Regions from separate parts of the Ovis aries genome. Here region 2 is linked to region 1. Evidence: chromatin contacts called from public Hi-C data. All regions are on one chromosome and are shown on one strand. The core of a region is the stretch at or near the end of the contact, and the rest is flanking DNA. Distances in the headings are between cores, read along the strand shown.

Region 1 (3,649 bases), core at 134-2,633:
GCTGCTTGACATAATCATTTATAAGCTCTGCAGTGATGTCTACTGGCATGGAGCAAATGCTGTCTGGCTGAGACAGATAGGGCCCCCCTGGAGAATAAACATATTTGTTGGGTTATTCTTGGAAGAGCTGTTTGAAAATTCTTTGAGCAAGGGGTAGAAAGTGGTGATGAGTTGTAGACATAATGCCAAATGAGCCCCCACTTCTCTAGCTCAGAATTCCCACAGTTGGCTACAGATGGAAGTCCATGGGGACAGAAGCAGTGATTGAAAGTGCTGGCAGCTTGGACCACCCTTTCCTGTGAGCTCAGTCTATGCATAACGTGAGAGAAATCCTTATGCAAACCCCAGATTTTGAGAGCCTCAACAACATGGACATTTAGAGCCAAGGAAGATCTGTACCAGGACCACAGCTGCACAAGCCTCTCACTCATTCCCCCAACCTTCTCAACCACAGACATAGAACATCCTATAGAGAGCAGTGGCCAGAGATGTGAAACCGAAATTCTACGGAGACCATGCCTCCTGGCCGGCAGATTCTTCACACCACCATAGGGTGAGCGCCGACACCAAGCCCAGCACAGCCACCTTCCTAAGCCTCCAGCGGCCACACCCCTTTCCTGCACTTCTGGCCTCTAGCCCTTGTTTAGCCTCTCCTTGTTGAGCCCGTGCAGCCACTCTCTTTCTTATTCTACATTAACACCGCTCTTTGAGGGGTTACTGGTGACTCATAACTTCAATCTTTCTTCAGTTTCTAGCACAAACCATAAGTATAGAATTCATGGGTTTTGGAATGAGGCAGATTTTTTTTTTTTTTTTTTGGCCTATTTGCAGGGGCAGCTTGAGCAAGATGCTTAACTTCCCATCTGTAATCCCTGCAGGATGGCTGGAAGAATTAACTCATCCCTTCATTCAGCAAATGTCCATTAAACATCCTAAAATAGGAAAAACAGAAAGCACAGTACCTGACATATAATAAGTTCATGATAAGAGTAATCATGCTTAGTGTGATGAAAATAATAACAGAGACAGAAGCAATATTAAGCACCAATCTGACCTGTGTCTTACATCCTTAGCTACTTCGATCTGAGATCAGGAAATATGGAGCCATTGTCCATAGTTTCTATGGCTTTGGTTGGGCCTCTGACTTCTTCCAGTTCATTCTTCCTGTGTACAGCATTTCTTTCTTGGCTTGGCTCTTGCAAAGTTCTCAGGTTGTAGTCTTGCCATTTTCTCTGGATAATATCATCATCCGGATAATATAATCATCTGTGAGAATTTGAACTTCTTCACAAGCTGCATGTCTCAAGTGTCACTCACCAGAAGAGTTCCTGTGTGGAGGAGCCGTTGGATGACATCCTGAGATATCGCCACCTGCCATATGGTGTGGCAAGTGTCATGAGGTAATTGCTTCCTTTATTCCAGGCCAGCCTGCCAGGAACTTGATGCTGCCTCTGTAACAGATGACACCAGTGGCTTAACTGTTCTCAGGCTTTCAAAAGCAACGACTTTGAATGTTCTAACACCATGGATTCCCTAACGTCTTCACCATCCTAGAGAGTTGTGTTTCCTCTGTGCCTTCTCCTAAGTACAGCTCTCTAGTTTTATGTTAATTGTGCTTGTTCCTACTACTCACCCTTGGAATTGATTCTAAGTTAATCAAAGTGTTCCAAATACAATTATCAAGTGACTGTTCCCTTAGTATTTATGTTCTTACACCCCAATTAATAATCTCACAACTTGAAGGAACTTGTTTCTAATTGTTTATGAATGTTTTGTCTATCTTATTTTCTTTACGTAGAACAAAATACTAATTATTTTTTTCTTGTTCTACACTTGTTTATGTCATTAAATGACAACATCTACAACATGAGTATCTGGAGGGCATCATATTTTTTTAGCTGAACATATTTCCTAATTTATGAAGCTCATGTAATGGATAATTGATCAGATTAGTTGCTTTCCATAAGAGGCCTTGTACAACAAGGTTTTTATTTAGTTATTTCTCTTGGTCACATCCTTAGGGTTTGTTGTTGTTTTCAGTCTCTAAATCATGTCTGATTCTTTGCGACCCCATGGACTGCAACATGGCGGGCTCCTTTGTCCACCACTATCTCCCAAAGTTTCCTCAAGTTCATGTCCATTGAGTCAGTGATGCTGTCTAACCAACTCATTCTCTGCCCGCCCCTTCTCTTCTTGCCTTTAATCTTTCCCAGCATCAGCATGTTTTCCAGTGAGTCAGCTATTCACACCCTTACTGTTATGTAAGCAAAAATATAATTCATCCTTAACTTCTTCTAACTTGTGTTTCCTAAGTACCTTGTTCACTGTTCTGATATTTTTTCCCCAGGATTGCATTCAAGTCTCTCAACAGAGTGGAAAGGGCTGGAAAGAAATGGTAAGGCCATGCTTCATGTAGGCAAGCTCAATGTTGCTGCAGTATCTGATTTGTCAGAATATAAATAGATACTAGAGGCCAAAGAAAAGAAAAAGAAAAACTCACTGGACCAGAGTTGATGGAACGCCATTTACAACCCCTGCTTTATTATCGTTGGGTTCTCATTTCCTTGAGTATTCTTTACATAATAAAGACCAAGGTACTTAACATTGAAATCTATGCTGTCAGAGGCTGAGTATGTTATGCTATGCTAGTAATTGTTTTTAGGATTTTAAATATATTTTAGAGTTTTTAAGATGTCAATTGTTGATCTGTCAACCTTTCAATTGATTCTGTGTGTGTGTGTGTGTGTGTGTGTGTGTTGAAAGAAATAAATGACCCTCCTCAGTTCTACAACTAGGCATTTTCTTATTAGCATAACACACATGCATCTGTAGAATTTTTTTTCTACATTCATATAATGTCTCAGAAAGTTTTCTCTCACAGTTTTTAAAGCCATGGAAATATAATTCAGATTTTTTTTCCCTCAAATCTTCAAGAGTTTGGCAAAAGAAGCTTCTAACCGACATTTTGTTTAATATATTGAGGGGAGGATTGTTGAGGGTTCCATAGAACTCTCTTCCTGTGGCTGGCACATCCTATTCCCTAGACTTTCACAGTGTGAAGATGCCAGTAAAATCTAAATCCTCAGCTTCCTTAATCAGCTGTTTCCTTATAGTTTCTTGATAGCCTCTTAATTTTCCTGTGTCCACCCTAGGAAAAAGAAATCATGAACCGTCTGGACTAACCCCAGTCTCTGGTGGATTCTAATGTGCTAGGAAACTTGAGAGTATCTTAACAGACTCACACGGAGATAAATGCTGATGGGGCAGGGAAAATCTAAGGGGAAAGTAGAACTGAAGGGAAAAGATTTCATGATTCATAGAAATTTTATATGTTCAATATATACAATTGGAACATCTGCTGAAGCACAATTGAGAGACTGCACAATTAACACTGCCCCCCCCATCCCGCCGCCAAAAAATGCCTTTTAGCCTTTTTCTGATAGCCTTTACCCTCAGAGCCTGCAGAGAGTTTATTTAACATTTCAAGTACATACTTCCTTTTTCAAAAATCCAGGATGATTCTTTGATAAAGTAGAAGAAATCTGATCTATCTTTGAACAAAGATTTTACTTACATTGCCCAGAAGGATATTTTCTTGTTCCATTAAATTTCTGGTTCTTTGTCCTTCACTGATTTTTTTTTTTTAATA
Region 2 (3,779 bases), core at 997-3,496, 410 kb after region 1:
GAGTGGGTTGCCATTTCCTTCTCCAATGTATGAAAGTGAAAAGTGAAAGTGAAGTCGCTCAGTCGTGTCCAGCTCTTAGCAACCCCATGGACTGCAGCCTACCAGGCTCCTCCATCCATAGGATTTTCCAGGCAAGAGTACTGGAGTGGAGTGCCATTGCATGTTTTCAAATAAATGCCTTTAGTGTACAAGCTCTCTGTGTAGAATGAAAATGGATTAAGGAATGGTAAGCATAACCTATCATTCTGGTATCTACAATGCCACATTTCAGAGGCTTCCAGGAAAGATCTGATTGGAATTAAATGTATTGCATATCTAATAAAAAATATTTAATATTTGAATTACAAGAGTTCAGCTGTAAAACACTTCCCTCAAAAAAACAAACACAATTCTATCACTGCTCCCCATAACATTTACTCTTCCTCAAATGATTACAGCTTTAACACACACACATATACACACAAATAAGCATCACATACACACTTCGCTCCTTTGATATTAAGCATTTTCTATATGAAAGTCTGTTTTCCTTCTTGCAACCGTCTTCGGACTTTAAAATGAGGTGTTTTAATAGCGCCACCTTGTGGTGATGAGCCGTTTCACATGCATCCTCCCAGTGTCGTTATCTCTTCCCTCACCTTTTCTCGCTTCTATTTTGTGAGCTGTTTTTTCATTTGTATTCATTAATCACTCCTCAGCATTTGTTACTAAGGATGAAAAAGATTACATCAAAACAAAGTAGGCCATTAAAGAAACTAACAAAATAGCAATAATGTGAGGAGAACAGAACCTTTAAGAATACACCACTCTTCAGAGGAAAGGAGTGTAACTAAAAATCAACGAGAGATTTAGTAAGAATTTCAAAGCGGGTTATAAAAGAACAACTAATGTGATTTAAAGCACTTTGGCTGGAGTTTTCCTTTCATATTGACCACATTTTCTGCCCTGTTGCCAGTCTGAGATCCAGGCCACTCCGTACAGTAAGCAAATACTTCCCAGAAACAAACAATGGAATATCGAAGCCATTGGTATTCTTCTCACAGCAGTAGGAACCAGAGCCAGGTGCTAAAGGAATTGGTTGTTTATGAATTATTCCTTCCTTTCTTCCTTCCTCTCTGTTTCTGCTTCCTCTCACAGAACTATCAGCGACCCTTTCCCCAGGCGCTAGAGTGCTACTTGGAGAACTGCTAATAATGCCCCTTGTTTTCCTAAGTCATTTCAGGCCCGGGGATTTAGACATCCATTAGGAGCTTATGCCCAGCAGCAGTCCTGACCAGCTGATCATCAAAACAAGTGATGCATGTACTCTTTTCAGGATGAGATGATTAAATCCATTGAAAGCATCATCCCACCTGTAAGACCACTGTATGAATTCACAGGGTGAAAACCGAGAGAGGAGTGAAGACTTGAGAATGATGGCTGGGGAACACCCACTCATGAGTCCAGCCAAGAGCTACCGAAAGATCTTTCCTGCTCAGAGAGGCCCAAAGGGAAGCTGAGCTCCTGATTGAAAGGTCAAACTCAGATACACACACACATATGTACACACAGGCACACATGTGAACACATACACACGCATGCACACATATTAATGCACACGAACTGAAATAGTCATTCAGTTCGCTGACATAAGCATAGGGTTTAATCCATGCTTCTTTCATTGACCTTCTGTGGAAAGACATTTGTCCTGTAGGTCCTCAGACCTGGGACTCACAAGTCAAGGTGTCAAGTTTGTGGAAGATGAAACTGAGAGGAGACAATCTTTGTCTACTAGAGATTTTGATGAACAGGAAGAAAAGCTTAGCACTGGCAGACGATAAATCTGAGCGGGGGGTGAAACAGTGGGGTGAATTATATACCTGACTGTGAAGAGGACGGGGTCACTGGAGCAGCCAAAGGAAGCGGCACAGAAATCAGCCAAGCACAGTGCTTCATGCCGTGAGTGCAGAGCCCTGGAGGCCTGCCAAAATCAGACAGGCATCCTCACTGACCTTTCCAAGTCTGAGCGACTCCCAACCCAGACGAAGGACTGTGACCAAGGAGTGAATTCCTTTTCCTTCCTGGTGACCCTGCGTTACTTTCCAGTAAGTTCTCCCGTGGTACAATTGTTCCTTTATCTGCACAGGAAGGGGATTTGTGATTCCTTCTGGAAACCAGAGTGCTGCAGGTGCCAGGCTCACTCCCTCAGCTGCTGGCTCAGTCTGACCAGACCCTGACCTGGAAGGAAGCCCAGTCGTGTGTGGGCGCAGATGCAACAGCCCAGCTCACCAACAGGCTGGGGGGTGGCTTTAATTCTCTAGGACTCAGTAGCCTTTTGGTGACCATCAGGCAGAAACTACCATGACGCCAATGCTGTAAAACAGGGGACAAATCAGGCCTACCACAGGGGTTTGTAACTAAAGCTGCACTGGAACCCAGCCATGCTCATTTACGGCAGTATCCTCTACGGCTGCTCTCACCGAGGAGCTGTGACACAACCACAGGCCTGCAAGACCTAAGTTACCTACTATCTGGACCTTTACAGTGAAAGTCTGCCAACCTCTGGTTTAAAAGATGGATCACCAAGAGAAGGCAGTGTGGTATAACAGAAGCACCATGAGAAGGCAGTTCCCCAGGCCGAGGTTCTAGCCTGGGTTCTGTTACTAACCATCTGCCCTCAGTGACTTTTTTTCTTTTTTCCTAGCTGTAAAAGATCCTAAAATCCTGTGATTTAAACCTTTGAATTGCACAGGGTTCTAGATGCCAATTTCACTGCCCAGTACTTTTCATTTTCAAAACTTGTCATTTTTTTACACATAATCCAAGGATTGCAATATTTAAGATCATTAGATTGGAACACATTTGTGTGTTTTAAAAAAGAAACAAATACACATACATACCTGTGTGTGCACACACACACATACGGTCATGCACATCAGAGCAAGCCATCTGGCCCACTGGTATACGTATAGGATCTCACATCCAGGCTCCTTGCACTGACCTTTTATGGGAAAGACAGGAGTCTTCTAGGGCCTCACCACTTGCTCAGTGAAAGCTGCTGTGTCAGGGCCTCACCATCTATAAAGCAATGATCAGAACATCACTACTCAATTACAACTTAAGACACAGCTGTAAAATTATGGAGAATTATTTTTTATAAAACTGAGCAATTGTCTGCGTCCATCTCCTGACTGACGGAATAAAAATGCCTAGTTCACAAAACATTTCATTCACTGTAGCATTATTATGTAGCGGATGCTATCCTATTTACTTGTATTCTGTACCATCTTTATTTAGGGGTTACTTTTTGAGACTTGCAAATAGTTTCCAAACATCTCTCAGTCTAGAAAAACGTTAACATAGTGAAGCTGGTTTTAAAGCGGAGCCTGAGACAAGATCATCTACGCTGGGACGCGATTCCCAGGAACAGGAGTAGAGGACTAAGCAGATTTAAACAGGGAAAGAAGGGAAGCTGAGCTGATCCAAAGCCACTTCACTGAACTAGTCACTCAAATGGGCAGCTACAGCTCCAGAGCCCTGAGATGCTTTGAACTGCCTAGTAGAATGAGACCCTGATGCTTCCCTGAATAGCATGGGATGTGGGCATTATTTATCCTCCAACACTCATCATTGCCCCAAGGGGTTTTAGCTTACTCCCACTTCCAGTGTGTGCATGGGACAGAATGGTAACTGGGCCTCTGGAAACAACAGCTTCAGGAAAGCCCCAGGTCAGAAAGCAAGAATTGTGTGGGGCAGGTGAAGCAAGGACCCAGTGGGTCACAACTGCACAGAGCTGTCAC

Evidence for each region. Hi-C and Micro-C count contacts between places; a contact is called where the count stands out from the background.
Region 2: a Hi-C map of muscle shows a contact between it and region 1, with 4 times the contacts expected there. The contact joins two enhancer-like sites. A contact is called at or near these places in 3 of 16 Hi-C or Micro-C datasets (liver and muscle).

Annotation. Positions count from the first base shown.
Region 1 is chr16:12,068,713-12,072,361 of ARS-UI_Ramb_v3.0, forward strand. No RefSeq gene overlaps it. Among named protein-coding and RNA genes, the nearest start is that of CD180, 440 kb to the right of the region's middle. Within about 2 kb of position 1,384, at least 6 of the 54 cell types and tissues checked have an H3K27ac peak or open chromatin away from gene starts, as enhancers often do. A contact at or near this core is called in muscle, where this site is marked.
Region 2 is chr16:12,477,080-12,480,858 of ARS-UI_Ramb_v3.0, forward strand. No RefSeq gene overlaps it. Among named protein-coding and RNA genes, the nearest start is that of CD180, 27 kb to the right of the region's middle. Within about 2 kb of position 2,247, at least 22 of the 54 cell types and tissues checked have an H3K27ac peak or open chromatin away from gene starts, as enhancers often do. A contact at or near this core is called in muscle, where this site is marked.